Regions from separate parts of the Rattus norvegicus genome. Here region 1 is linked to region 2. The links are chromatin contacts, called in public Hi-C maps. All regions are on one chromosome and are shown on one strand. The core of a region is the stretch at or near the end of the contact, and the rest is flanking DNA. Distances in the headings are between cores, read along the strand shown. Region 1 holds the start of Mrpl49 (mitochondrial ribosomal protein L49). Region 2 holds the start of Dpf2 (double PHD fingers 2).

The links. Hi-C and Micro-C count contacts between places; a contact is called where the count stands out from the background.
Region 1: a Hi-C map of psoas muscle shows a contact between it and region 2, with 2.2 times the contacts expected there. The contact joins the promoter of Mrpl49 here to the promoter of Dpf2 in region 2. A contact is called at or near these places in 5 of 12 Hi-C or Micro-C datasets (the A7r5 cell line, frontal cortex, kidney and 2 more).

The regions. Positions count from the first base shown.
Region 1 is chr1:212,773,916-212,781,263 of GRCr8, forward strand. Mrpl49 (mitochondrial ribosomal protein L49) reads right to left here and starts at 5,412. Exons shown (of 4, transcript NM_001047883.2): 1 at 5,316-5,412; 2 at 4,632-4,782; 3 at 2,863-2,987; 4 at 1,442-2,768. The coding sequence starts at 5,393. The coding sequence ends at 2,622. Fau (FAU ubiquitin like and ribosomal protein S30 fusion) reads left to right here and starts at 5,598. Exons shown (of 5, transcript NM_001012739.1): 1 at 5,598-5,657; 2 at 5,899-5,981; 3 at 6,083-6,227; 4 at 6,721-6,776; 5 at 6,942-7,113. The coding sequence starts at 5,907. The coding sequence ends at 7,067. Syvn1 (synoviolin 1) reads left to right here. Exons shown (of 16, transcript NM_001100739.1): 15 at 155-306; 16 at 385-1,511. The coding sequence ends at 482.
Region 2 is chr1:212,623,752-212,630,949 of GRCr8, forward strand. Dpf2 (double PHD fingers 2) reads right to left here and starts at 4,538. Exons shown (of 11, transcript NM_001108516.1): 1 at 4,456-4,538. The coding sequence starts at 4,487.

The sequences.
Region 1 (7,348 bases), core at 4,162-6,661, 150 kb after region 2:
CTGGAGTCCAAGGATTGGGCATTCTGACCTCAGTAAACACCCTCTACAGTGCCCACCTCTCAGTGAAGATGGGAGTGACAGGAAAGCGTCAGCTGTCTGCCTGCAAGTGACTTAGAATCCACGAGGTCAAAACTCTTGTCCTTTTTCTTGCCAGCCCCCCCAGGCCAGCTACTTCAGTGAACCCCACTGAAGAGACTGCCTCTACAGTGGTATCTGCTACCCCTTCCACCAGCGTCCCCAGCTCTGAGGCTCCTGCCCCATCCCTGGGAGCCTCCCCACCAATTCCTGAAGCTGAAAAGCCTCCTGGTAAGTAAGTAACCTTTAGGGATGGGATGAAGGGTTCTCTGGGTTTCACTTCTGCTCTCTTCCTAGCTCCTGAGTCAGTGAGCACTGCAGAAGAGCTTCCTGAGGATGGAGAGCCTGATGCTGCAGAACTCCGCCGGCGTCGCCTGCAGAAGCTCGAGTCTCCCGTTGCCCACTGACACTGCCCAGATCTGGCCCTGCTCTCTTGAGTAGCCCTCACTGGAACACGTCCTGCCACCAAGTGCCAGCTCCCTCTCTGTTTGCACCAGGGAGTAGTAACCCCAGTTGAGAAAGACTTGGCAGGATCTCTGAGGATCAAGTGTCTGGGCTTCCAGTTGATCCACCCCAGTGCCCCTGGCAGCCACGGGGGTGTTGGTCAGTTCTAACCTTCCTCCTCTACTTCTGCTATGTTCTACTGGGGCCTTGAAAGTAGAAGCTGAGCCTCTGGCAAGCCTCTCCCATGCTTTTAGGGAGAAGGTGAAGCCCCTCTAAGCCCTGCTTGTGAGTATGGGACCATGCTGCAGTGCCGAACAGTATTAGCTTCTGTTCCCAAGTGTGGAAACCCAGAGGGGCTGAAGACAGACCAGGACCTTGCCCCACTCTCTGCCAAGACTGGTACCAGTCTCTTTTCCTCTACCCATCTTCCCAGAACCCCCTTTGTGATGGTGGCTGTGCCCCCTAAGCCCTGTGGCATTTCCATGTCTTACTGGCAACCACACAACTCAGGGAAAGGAGTGCCTGGGGGTGGGGCACAGGCGGGCAGCACTGAGGGACCCTGCCCTGCCCCTCCCCAGCCTCTTTCCCCATCTCACCCAGCAGCCACTGCCTGGTGGGCCTGGCTAAGGGTGTGCTGCTCCTTAAACCACTGCTCCCCTGAACCCAAGGCAGGCCACCTCCAACCTGTGGGACTTGAGTTCAGGATTGGAACTATTTCTGTACCTAGTGGCTTTGGGCTTAAATTTGTCTTTCGAATTTGAATGCTTGACCCCAGGAAGGAGCAGTATGGGGCTAGGTACCTGGACTTTCCAGTTTAGAAAAGCTCTGGGCCAGGAGGGGACCACGGAGCCAAGGCCTAGCTGCTGCTTTCTTTTGGTTTTGTGTTACAGGAGTTTCTGGAGAGTTTCAGATGATTATTTAATTTGTAAATATTGTATAAATTTTAATAGCTTAAATTGTATATACAGCTAAATAAAACCTTGCATTAATGACTGGTGGAACTTGTCACCTAGGATCAGGGCTGAGCTCCTTTTACTTGCTCAGTCTATAGACTTAGGAATAGCCTGCGGTTTCTGGGATTAGGATGCTGAAATCATTCAACTAGAGAGCACTGGGAGGTTGGTACCTCTCTACCTTAGGTCTGAGGTCAGACAGGGTAGCCAGGCACTATGTATGAACACTGTTTAACATTGTTTATCCAGTTTAATGGTGGGTTAGACATATGACTTGTGGGGGGAGTGCCAGAAGTGGAAGGTCTGCATTTTGTCTTCAAACACTTACATAGTTGATTCCAGGTCACAGGGTGATTCCCCAACCCTACCTAGTACAGCACTTAGTACCTAAGACATTTTGTCTGTCTCATCCACTCCAGTCCACGTCATTGTCCTGCACTGTGTCATCTGTTCTCCATAGCCTCCACCATGCCCCATCTATAGCAAAAGCTCCAGGCCAAGGATGGATTCTCTGAGGGGTCTACCCTGTGAAGCCCCCAGAACAGGGTTGGGTGGCTGCTTCCAGAATGGCTGACATAAAGAAATGTGTGCCAGTTTATAAAGGCACGGCAGTTTGTAATCTCAGGCTTTTCCACTGGTGTCTTAGTTCCTGAATTATGACTGACGGGCTCATTGTTAGGCCTTAAACAAGGCTTGTTCCCACTAGTTCACAACTCATTTAACCCATTAAAACTATTCTATGTCTGCCACATGGCTGGTTAGTTACCTTTCAGTTTCATACATCTTGCTTCCCATCTAGAGTTCCCTGTCCAATTTCCCACAATCTAATCCTGCCTCTAGCTCACTGGCCATTAGCTTTTTATTGACAGGTGATGCTTCCACAGAATGCACAAGAGATTGTCTGTACAGCAGTCATGTCTGCCTTGTTAGCCTGATGGTTGCTGTGGCCTCCTGTGTTGGACAGCTTTCAAGTGGATACCTATACATACCGGTCTACTCCCCCTTGACGAAAGCAAGGCCTTATCTCAAAGCCCTTTCATCCTAAGAATAAATTCTGTTCTTTGTGTCCCATTCCAGAGATTCCAAGTCCACTTCCTCTCTGGATGCCAGTCTGTGGAGAGCACTGCCACATGGGCTGACCATCAGGCCTCAGAAGCCTTTCTCAAGAAGCCAGGCTTTAAGTTGCTCATCAAAGTAGCCCTTGATTCGAAGAGTACCTGTCACCTCATTAACCTGGGTGACAGGCGTCTTTCCCAGCAATGGGCTCAAAAATTCTTCCACATCCTTCTGTAGAGCCTGGGGAAAGATAAACTCTAGTCACCAGTTTCTTATTACAGGATCCCACCCCTTCAGCCCTGGAAGAAATCAGGCACACACCCAAGCCACTTACCCAGATGTCACCTTCTACCTTGCGAATTAAGGTCATCTGTCGGTTGCCATGTGTGATCTCCTTATAGACAGGGATGTTGTGCATCCGAGAGCGACGAACAAAGTAGGGCAAGCTGGGAAGGGGATCTATACAGGAATACAGAATAAAAAGCTTATAGCCTCACCCACCTCAACAAGGCCTTCCCCTGCACAAAAGCTGCAAAGGGCTCTGTCGGGGCTTATTGGTTTCAAACTATGTAGTTAAGACCTTGAACTTGTACCCCACCCCCCGGAGCTGAGGACCAAACCCAGGGCCCTGCCCAGGGCCTTGCGCTTGCTAGGCAAGCACTCTACCACTGAGCTAAATCCCCAACCCCCGACCTTGAACTTGTAATCCTGTCCCCACCTCCCAAATTCTAGGATTATAGGCCTGCTGTACTTGCTATAGCGCGTATTAAATCCTACTGGACAATACTGCCTCAGATTTCGGATGAGAGCGTTTCCTCTGTCTTTCCTAAGAGTCAAGGCTGAATTTTCACCTTGGTCTTCTAAGGTCCCACACAGACCTGCTACCATCTAAGTGCTCAAGAACAACAAAGCTAGGCACGAATAAATGCTTATTCAAGCCTATAAGTCAGAAGCTGGGCATCTTGGCCTACACCTTTAATCCCAGCACTCTGGAGGCAGAGACAGATGTATCTGTGAGCCCAGTCTGATCTACAAAGTTCCAGGACAGTCAGAGCTACACAGAGAAACCCTATTTACAAATGAAAGAAAACAAATGAAGGCAGGCACAGTAGCAGATTCCTTTAATCCCAGCGGAGGAATTGGAGTTTGGAGCCAGTCTGACCTACAGATTAAAGACCAGGCTAGTCAGGGTTGCACAGACACTTCTTTAAAAACAGGGGTTGGGGATTTAGCTCAGCGGTAGAGCGCTTGCCTAGCAAGTTCAAAGCCCTGAGTTCAGTCCCCAGCTCTGGGGGGGGGGGGGGGGGGGAAGAAAGCCACAAAAACAGTTTACTAGAGTGTATGTATCTCTCTGCATCTTTGGGGACTCCCCACCCCAACCCTCAATCGAGGAATACTCTCTCCTTTCCCACTGACCCAGTGAGGCTGACAACTTCTGAACAAAGAGGAGTTAAAGGGATTCTGGTTTTTATGTGAATTAGTGACTTGCCTACATACCTATGTCTGTGTGAGGCTGTCGGATCACCTGGAATTGGAGTTCTATATGGACGGTTATAAGCTGCCAGGATGGTGGGTGCTGGGAATTGAACCTGAGTTCACTGGGAGAGGAGCTAGTGCTCTTAACCAATGAGCAATCTCTTCAGCCCCCTTTGTTTGTTTGAGACAAAGTCTCTCTGAAGCTCCAACTGTCCTAAACTTTGCACTGGCAATAAGACTTTAAAAACAGAATCACACACTGGACTCTGTGCTAAGATTTTACATACTGAGCAGATGATACCCATTTTCCTGAATTCGAGGTTAAGAGCAGCTAAATGACTAAAGAAGTCACACCAATGAAGGACAGACCCAAATTCAAAACAGGCGCTCCAGACACTTTCCTGTCTGCTAAACTGCATTCTCTGTTACCCATGGTCAGTTGGACTGGAAGGAGAGAACTCCAAACACAGGAGTCTTCTCTGCTTTTTCACCACAAGGGAAGTTCACCCCAGTAACATAGGGTGCTACTGCTGGTCCCTTTCCTGGGCTTAAGACAATACTAACCCTCCTACATCTAAGAACTTCTAAGCCCACTGGAAAGTCCAAAGCCTTTATCACTTGACTCACCTCTGGGAGGCTGCCAACCACTAGGAGTGGGATAATGTTTATGTTTTGGTGGCTCTGGGATTTTGGTAGGGGGGAGCAGGCGCTCCACAAACTGGTATTCATCCACAGATTCCACAAAGCTGGGGTTATCAGGAGGCCCCTGGGTCTGGCTCTAAGGCAAAACAAACAAACAAACCATCTTTCCTTTAGTTTAATCAACACAGAACTTCAGTTTAAAAAGAAATAGCATGAATAAAACTTGGAACTGGGAAAGCACCAGACTTCGATTTTTCAGTGTGCATGATAGGAGAATGGGGGTGGGGGGCTGAAAAAACAACTCCCAGTCAGAATCCCAAGACTTCTCCAGGACTCAAACAGCAAACGTGCATATTCCTGAAAAGTCGATTAATTAAACGATTGACCAATACAGTATCCTTCAGTATTTTTCTCTAAATATGGTGTTGAGACGAATGACATGCTTGATCGAGCGGGGACATACAGCTGCTCTCACGTCTTAACCAACTGGAGGGATGCGGCAGCCACATTCCAAAACCCAGACTCTGAACCTGCCCTCTCCACCTTGCATCTACCCTCCAGACAAGTATCAGCTGGAGTACACAGGAAAACTAAGGCCTCGTGAGGGAATACAAAGTTCATGAGTAACAGTGAGGTTCACACACTGCCTTTTGTCCTCCGGGTTCTCACCAGCTGCCGTCGCCCGTAGCTCCACCGCACGCAAGTCTTCCAGTCATGGAGAATGACTCGGAATACATTTGCTGCCATCTTTGCTCCTCCAATGAGTGACATCTGCGCGCGCAGCCGAACTCGCCCCGCCTCTTCCTGCGCGCGCAGCCCCAATGAACGAACGCCTGCGTAAAGCGTAAGGGGCGGCCTAGGACGGCGGTAGGCGGTACAAACAACCAACGATCCGCGCGGTCGCGCAGTAGTGACGTGGCACGCAGCAGGCGGTGAGGACGTGCGCGCCCCCGCTCCTTCCTCTTTCTTGACTCCATCTTCGCGGTTGCAGCAGCGGCGTCCGCGGGTAAGGTGAGACAAGGGGTGCGGCTGGGCCTGGAGCACGCGGTAGTAAGCGGTCTTTGAGCACAGAGGGTGCGGGGAAGGCAAAGGACACGGGCGATTCTGCGGCCTTGTCTCCGTTTTCATCCGGGTCCCTGACGAGCCCGGCCTTCCGCATGTGAGACCGCGCAGTCCTCTGCCCTGATTCCTATGCCCCGACCTTTCTCCTGGAACGCTCCTTATTTTCTCTCACAAGCCTTTCTTTCTTCAGTAGCCAACATGCAGCTCTTTGTCCGCGCCCAGGAACTACACACCCTCGAGGTGACCGGCCAGGAGACGGTCGCCCAGATCAAAGTATGTAAAGATCCTTGGTCCCACCTAACTTTGCCCTTTTATTCCCAGACCTACGGAGAAAGTCTGTCTACTTTTAAACATTGCCTCTCTTTTGCTTTTAGGCTCATGTGGCCTCACTGGAAGGCATTGCCCCCGAAGATCAAGTCGTGCTTCTGGCAGGCTCGCCGCTGGAGGATGAGGCCACCCTAGGCCAGTGTGGTGTAGAGGCCCTGACCACTCTGGAGGTAGCTGGCCGCATGCTGGGAGGTGAGTGCTTTTTCACTGAGTTAATGGAATGTTTGTAGTTAAACCGTATGACAGCTCATTTAGGGACATTAGAACATAGTGATACTTGTCTTTAACCAGACTGAGGTTCTCAGTGTCCCCACTAAATTCTCCAAACCTGGTGGTAGCCCACCTTTAATCTTACTTCTTGGGAGGCAGAGAGCCAGGCGGATCAAAGTCTGGTTTACTAGGTTCTCGGTATGCTCCTGTCTGTTCTGTATGTAGAACGATAGCTGAGAGTATGGACTTCTTTGTATATACCAACCTTCAGCGCTGAATAAACTGGTTGTGACTTGGAGATGGGAGCAACCATGGACAGCTATTTTGTGACCATTCTCTAAATCTATGCAACTCTGTTTCATTACTTGTTGGGTCCAACTTGTCATCAGAAAGCTCAAGAATTGATGGGGAAGAAGAGTTGTGTAGGGCATAACCTTGCTACTTACCTGATGCCTTTCTCCCACCCCCAACACAGGTAAAGTTCATGGTTCTCTGGCTCGTGCTGGGAAAGTGAGAGGTCAGACTCCCAAGGTGAGCCATGCGCTTGGTATTTGGACTTTGTTTCTTTTCTGTCAAAGCAAAGTGAAGACCTTTGGATTTCCTGTCTGTGTTCTCTTTTATGGAGAGGAGCCGGTGGGAAAGATGGCAGGCGTGGGAGAGGTCAACCAGGGTCTGATCAGTCCTTCCTTTTCCCAGGTGGCCAAACAGGAAAAGAAGAAGAAGAAGACTGGTCGGGCCAAGAGGCGAATGCAGTACAACCGACGCTTTGTCAATGTTGTGCCCACCTTTGGCAAGAAGAAGGGCCCCAATGCTAATTCCTAAGTCCTGTTGTGATCCTGCCACACTAATAAAGCCACTTTGCCCAGAATTTCTTATGCGTTCATCATTTGTAATGCTGTGGCCAATTTGAGGCTCACAAAGTGCCTTGGTCATCAGCACGAAGGCTGGCTTCAGAGTTCAGGGAACCTGCCTTTAGTTCCAGCACTTGGAATCTACATAGTGAGTTCAAGACAGCCAGGGCTACCTAGAGACCTCTCAACCAAGCAAACAAATGTACTAAAGAGGCGTTTGTGTTTAGAGGTAGCAGTGGAAGGGGGAGGGGT
Region 2 (7,198 bases), core at 3,288-5,787:
AGTTGAATCAGACAGCAAAACTCTGCCTCAAAATTCAAACTAGGCTGTATGGTGGCACACACCTGTGATCCTAGCACACGGGACGGGAGGTATAGGTGTTAAGTGATCCTCAGCTAGATATGTAGTTCAAGGACAGCCTCAACTACACAAGACTAAAAAACCAACCAACCAAAACAACAACAAAAAACCAATAAAACACAACAGAAATGCCTCAAGAAGCAGAGGCAGGTGGAATTCTGGGTTCGAGGCCTGTCTCATCTGGATAGAGTTCCAGGTCAACCAAACACTACAGAGAGACCCTGTCTCAAAAACCAAACAAAAACCAAACAAAAAAAAAAAAAAAAACAAAAAACAAAACAAAACAACAACAAAAAAAAAAAAAAAAAAAACAAAAAAACAAACCAACAAACCCAAAACACCTGTTCTCGAGGAGGACCTGTCCAGGTCTGGTTCCCAGAATCCATATATATAGTGGTTCACAGTTAGAAGGATCTAATTCCCTCTTCTGGTGTCTGTGGGGACCAGTCACACATGTGGCACACATACATACAGGCAAAACGCTCATACAAATAAGATAAAATTTAAAAGCTCTTCATGTACAAACAATCCAAAGGTAATTAGGGGAAAGAAGGCAGGCACAGTGCTGAGAAGTGCCATGGGGTAGGACCACTTTTACTAAGCACTACAACTAGTAATAGAAAATCTGTTACACCAAAGCCCACCTCAGGCTCTTCCCAACCGACACCAAGAATTGTCTGGTGTTGGAGGAGGCGATCTGAAATCTGAGGGGCTCTCTAAGTACTTTATAACAAGACAGCAAACTGGAGAGCGAGGGGTTTTGTGGTTCTAAGCATGTTCAACGACCCCACCTTGTTTTGGTTCAGTAAGTTTGTAAGGACTCATTTTTTTTTTTTTTTTTTTTTTTTTGGAGCTGGGGACCGAACCCAGGGCCTTGCGCTTGCTAGGCAAGTGCTCTACCACTGAGCTAAATCCCCAACCCCAAGGACTCATATTTTTAATCAATCAATCAGTCAATCAATCTTTTTGTTGTTCTGGGGCTCATATGCAGAACCTCCAAAGTGCTATATGTATTCTACCACTGAGCTATATCCCAGTCACATATTCAATCTTTTTTTTAAAACGATTTATTTATTTATTATATATAAGTACACTGTAGCTATCTTCAGACACACCAGAAGAGAGCTTTACAGATGGTTGTGAACCACATGTGATTGCTGGGATTTGAACTCAGGACCTCTGGAAGAGCAGTCAATGCTCTTAACCACTGAGACATCTCTCCAGCCCTCAATCTTTTTTTTTTAAAAATAGTGGTTCGTGTAGCTCATTCTCACCTCCAACCCCATATGCAGTCAATAGTGACCTTGAATTTCTGATCTTCCTGCCTCTACCTCCCCAAAAGGCATGCACTACCACATCCAGTTTTATGTGGTGCTCGCTAATCAAACCAGGATCTCTTGCATGCTAAGCAAGTATTCCACCAACTGAGCCACATTCCAACCCCCACCCCACAAAAAAAAAAAAAAAAAAAAAAAAAAAACATTGAGGGCAGAAGAGACTTCTTTCCCATAGTATCCCCAGGACCCATGAAGGTGTCATCTAGATCACATCAGGATGGATTTGGGAGTAAAAAGACTGATTTTGGTACAGGCACCACATGGACACAGTCATGTGGTTAATCTGTATGAACCTCCATTCCTCTCCTATAGATTGGGGCAGTTAGATTAGATGATCTCTGGCCTGCCAGGATTCTGATGGAGATAGTAGGGATAAGGAGGCATGAAAAGCAAGAGGGAGAAGGTCTCAGTCTCAGTGGCCAATACCTACAACTAAAGCTGTATGGACAAGCACTAACGTAGGATCTGATAGGGACTTTCACTGAGCAGTCACAGGAGACCACTGCATAGCTTAATAAAAACACACACACAGCAACACTACAAGTACAGCCTGAGTTGATTCAGTGAGCAGTAATAACTATAATTAAGGTATGAATGTGTTGGAGCGCACAGCACAGAAGAGAGCAGGCTCACATTTGCTCGCCTTTAGGAGGCAGCCTTGTCCTTACCACACAGGAAAAACCGATAAACAAGGCTGACTGCAGCAGCTCCTTTGTTTCTGCTGATGGAATTGATGCTGACACTGGAAGTCAAACGGAAGGAAGGACCAGCCCAGTGGGGCTGAAGACTGCAAAGTCAAAGCACAGAGGCTGAAGAAGGCCTGGAGGAATGACTGGAATGTCCAATCGGCTCCTGCAGGTCAGGTAAGATTCTAGAAGGTGAAGCAAGTGCTCTAGTAGGAGAAATGGCCAGAAGAAATTATGTACATGTATGTGTGCCCATGTGCGTGTGCGTGTGTGTGTGAAGAGAGCAGCAAAGGGGAGAATACATGAATTCAAGACTCTGTAGCAAAAAATTTCAAGCTTCTGTTATTCTACAGATAGCCTTATATAACTCATATAAAGTTTTAAAAACTAGTTGGTAGTCATGGTTATTTTTTAGACTAGTATTTACTCTATACTCTAAAGACTATGTCAACCATGATAATGTATTTGAGAAAAGCAGAAAATTAAGACAAAGTCTTCTCACAAGGCAAAAATCAAAGAAAAAGATGAACTAGTGGTCTTTCCCTCAATGAGTGATGTCAGCTGCCAGAAGACTTAAGCACACTATAATAAAAAAGAAAGTATCAGAAAGGCATCTTTCCAAAGTGAGAATGGTGTGAGAATCAAAGTCTTCTCTATAAAGGGAAAGTTCTGTGAGGTACGTGTTAGTGATGTCTAGTCTTCTGCACCTAGAAATGGGAAGAATCAACTCAGTACCTCGCTGACACTAGGAACCATTGACTGGTTAAAGAGGCAGGAACAGCACTGCTCTATTTAAATGGGAACCAACACTTAAAATACTACACCAATGGGTTGGCAACTCCATTCTCCGCAAGACCATCTTTCAATATGAAGAGCTCCATTAACATGTAATTCTGAAAACCTAGGCAACACGTTCTTCTAGAAAGTAAGATTTCCAGGGTAAAAGCTGTGGCTCCTCTTTTCACAGGAAACCTGTGGGGTAGGAGTGGGGGCACAGGACAACTCCCCTTCCACCAGGAATAGGGGAGGTCAACAAAGAAAGGCAGAGTAACAAAGACCTAACAGCTGAGTCTAGAAGGAGAACCATAAAAATGTTAAATTAACAGCTTCATTTCTAAATTAAGGGAAATGTCAGCCTAAAGAGGGCTGGGGAAGCCGGAGGGGGCAGATCATAAGGATAATAGTGTTGGGAGGAGGGGTGGTTGAAAGAGGCAGCAGGATGAAGCCAAAAGCAAGTAAAAAAAAAAAAAAAAAAAAAAAAAAAGCCACAAGAGAAGGCACTTAGCTTAATGGAGGTGGGAAAGCATTCTCGAAGAAAAGGGCTCCAAGCAGCGGGGGAGAAGCAACTTAACCTTAAAAAAAAAAGCCTCTTGGGACTATGGGGGCTCAGCCCACGACAAAGACAGATGAAGCTGCGAAAAGTCCTCCAGAATAGTTCCTAAACCATTACTTTGCCATCCAGAATCCAAAAGCTTTGACTGGACACCTGAACACTTCCATTTTTCTATTCTTACATCACGCCCAACATGGCCATTAAAGGAAGAAAAGGCCATTCTTAAGCCCAACGGGCATTTTTAACCCCGTTCCAAAACTCTCGATTCTTCTTCAAGAAGGAAGGAGGAGACTCATCAAAACCCCAAACACCTCTAACTCGGGGGAAGCGGCTAACAGGCCAGTCCCCGTTCCCAGTGTTTCCCAACAACCGTTAACTTCAGCTCTGCTCGAAATCTGACCCGCACAATGGCATCTAGGGTACAGAGAACGCCCACTTCGGGGCTCCTGCGGACCAGAAGGCCGTCTGGTTCCGGTCTAGTTGCCCACTCCCAGAAGTTCTTTCCCTTCTGTATCTGCTCTTGGAACAATTCTTCCCAAGAACAGTTTTAGTTTCGTGTACCCCGGATTTCCCGGTTAATGTCACCGGGCTGCTTAAATCTTAGGATCCCAGCAGGTACGGCGGAGCCTGTAGTCCCAGGGAGGGCGGTGGGCGGAGAGGGGACCCCGATCTCCCAGGGCCGCCGGCCTCAGCGCGACGGGACTGAGGGGCCAGGGACCGTGAGCCTCTCGTTCGCAGTCCGCAGCTCCGCTCGGGGCTCGGCCCGCGAGAAGGACGCTCGTCGGGGACTCTAGTGTGCCCCCCTCCCGGTCTCCACAAGTTTCCAAAAGAAGCCCAGCGCCTTCTCCAGAGTCTCCTGTTGCCCTCCCTACCAGCAGTCGCACAGCAAGGACTTCCCGGGCATGTCCTTCTCTCTGTCTTTTCTCTTCCCGCACTTCCCTCTCTACTCCCAGGCCCCATTACAAGATTTCCTGTACAGGAGAGATTTTTAAAAAGAAAAAGAAAAAAGAAGACCACTCACAGCTTCACTACATTCTCCACCACAGCCGCCATCTTCCCAGTTCCTCTCCCTCAGGCCGGGAGGCCCCGAAGCCCGCAACGCGCAGGCGCTAAGCCTTCTCAGGACACACGGTCCTCGATCCTCTGCGCAGGCGCAGCCCGAGGGTGCGCGCACGCACAGGCTCACGAGGGCGAGCGCTAAAAAAAAAAAAAAAAAACGACCCGACCTGGAGCCTAGGGGATCCCGATGCGCAGGCGCGATTGGAAAACTATGCGCCCTCTGCAGCTCATTCTGGAGATCTGTCTCCCCTCCATTTAGTAGAGCCTCAGGAAGGCTTGGTTGGAAAGTGAGAAAGGTAAGTGAATAGGCCAGGCAGATGAGCTAGAAGGAGCAACAGTGTCCTGCCTAGCTGACCGTTAGACACATGATTGACTCACAGGGAAGGATTGGAAAGGTCAGGGAGGTACCCAGTCCTTTAGGTACCTCTGTCCGCAACCCCCTTTGCCTATTAATCTGCCTTTTTCCCTACCTCTCGTCGGTGGGCTAAAAGGGAGGTTGAAGCATTTAAGAACCCTAAATAAAGTAGGCTTTGAAAAACCTAAGCTTACACTACATAGAGGCTCAGAACTGTCTGTAACTCCAACTCCAGGATCCCACAGTTCTTTTGACCTACTTCTTGACACCCTGGCTCAATGGAACCCTATCTTAGGGTTTCCACGCCTGTGGAGAGATACTATGACCAAGGCAACTCGTATAAAGCACAGTATTTAATTGGGGCTGGCTTATAGTTTTAGAGGTTCAATCCATTATCATCATGGCATTCAGGTAGGCATGGCTCTGGAGGAGCTGAGAGTTCGACATCTTCTTCAGAAGACAAACAGGAGAAGACTGGCTTCTAGGTAGCTAGGAGGAAGGTCTCTCCAAGCCTACCCCCACAGTGACACACCTCCCCCAACAAGGCCACTCCCTGGGCCAACCATATTGAAACCACACAGATCCCCAAAGCTTACACATGGCTACCAGCTGTATGCAGTATTAACGGCAGGCCCTGGCAGAGTCTGTATTCTCTCACTTTCCTGCAGCCTCAGTGCTGGTGTAGCTTCTCTCCTGGCGGGGTGGGGTAGGGTAAAAGAGAGGCACCTTTCTTACATTCTTACTCATGCAGTCTCACCCGAGACCTGAGCTGAAGCTAGAGGAGCCACAGGTAGAGGACATTATTGCCTTGGGTTCTGGGACAGACACCAGCCATACATGGAACTCCTGTGTCAGAGTGGTAACCTGAAGCTTTGAACTCATTGACCTCAGGCACCTCCTTACACTGAGGTAGCTAGAAATAGAAGGACCTTCCCTCCTTAGCTTGTCTAGGCACCATACCTTCAACTATACCACAATCAAAAGGAAGTCCCAAAGTACACACAAGTGTTTAATGGACAGCTAACAATGTCAAGTGTTCCTACAGTACACTGGCTTTTTTTTTTTCTTTTTTTTTTTCGGAGCTGGGGACCGAACCCAGGGCCTTGCGCTTGCTAGGCAAGCGCTCTACCACTGAGCCAAATCCCCAACCCCAGTACACTGGCTTTTAAAATTTGTATTTGTTTTTGTTTTTTGAAAGAGGGTCGGGGTTGGGGATTTAGCTCAGTGGTAGAGCACTTGCCTAGCAAACGCAAGGCCCTGGGTTCAGTCCCCAGCTCCGAAAAAAAGAAAAAAAAAAAAGAAAGAAAGAAAGAAAAAAGAAAGAGGGTCTGTCTACATAGCCCTGGCTGTACCTGAACTCACTATGTAGACCAGGTTAGCTTCAAACTCACAAAGATCCACCTGCTTCTGCCTCTCAAGTACTAGCACTAAAGGCATGGGCATCTGCTGTTTGTTTTTTTAAAGATTTAGTTTGTGTATGTGTGTGTGAATGTATTCTGTATGTGTCCTCTGGAGAACAGCAAATACTCTTAACCATTGAGACATCTCTCTCAAGTGCGGGGTTTTTTTGTTAAATTTGATTTTATGCGTATGAATGTTTTGTTTGCAGGAATTGTCTGTGAATCACTTATGTGCTTGATGCTGGGGTGTGGGGTGGTAGGAAGACCAGAAGAGGGCATCATACGGTTGTGAGCTGTCCTTTGGGTTCCGGGAATTGAACCCTCATCCTCTGGAAGAGGAGCCAATTCTCTTAAGCAGTGAGCCATCTCTAGTCCTCTGCAATTTTTAAAAAAAGTATACGGACCCACGGTCTGCCCAGTTCATGAATGCAGAACCCACAGATACACAGGACAGTGCATCTTTCTTCCTGTCAGAAAACACGAAGGTCTTACCGCAAGTACAGAGCTTCTTCCCATTCCTGTGGCCATTCCCTTATCAGCTCATCTCAAGCTTTTGTAATTTAAAAACTATGGCATAGCATTAATTGAAGGACAAACATGTAGCTCAGTTGATAAGAGTACCAGCCTAACATGGAAGACGTTCTGAGTTCAATCCACAGCACCACATCAACTGAGCCCAGTCCCTCTGTAAGAACAGCTAGCATTCTTAGCTAGTGGGCCATCTCTCTCCAGCCCCTGCCAGCCCCTCCCTGCCACACATCTAAATCAATGTCCAATAGCCACCATGGATACTTGGTTTGGATGGTAGTTAGTCTTGGTGGTCAACTTAATGAGATCAGACTTAGTATGGAAACTCTGGAGATATCTGTGAAGGACTTTCTAGATCTAGTTAATGGTGGGGGGAAGACCACCCTGACTGTGGGTGGCACCATCCCATGGACTGAAGTCCC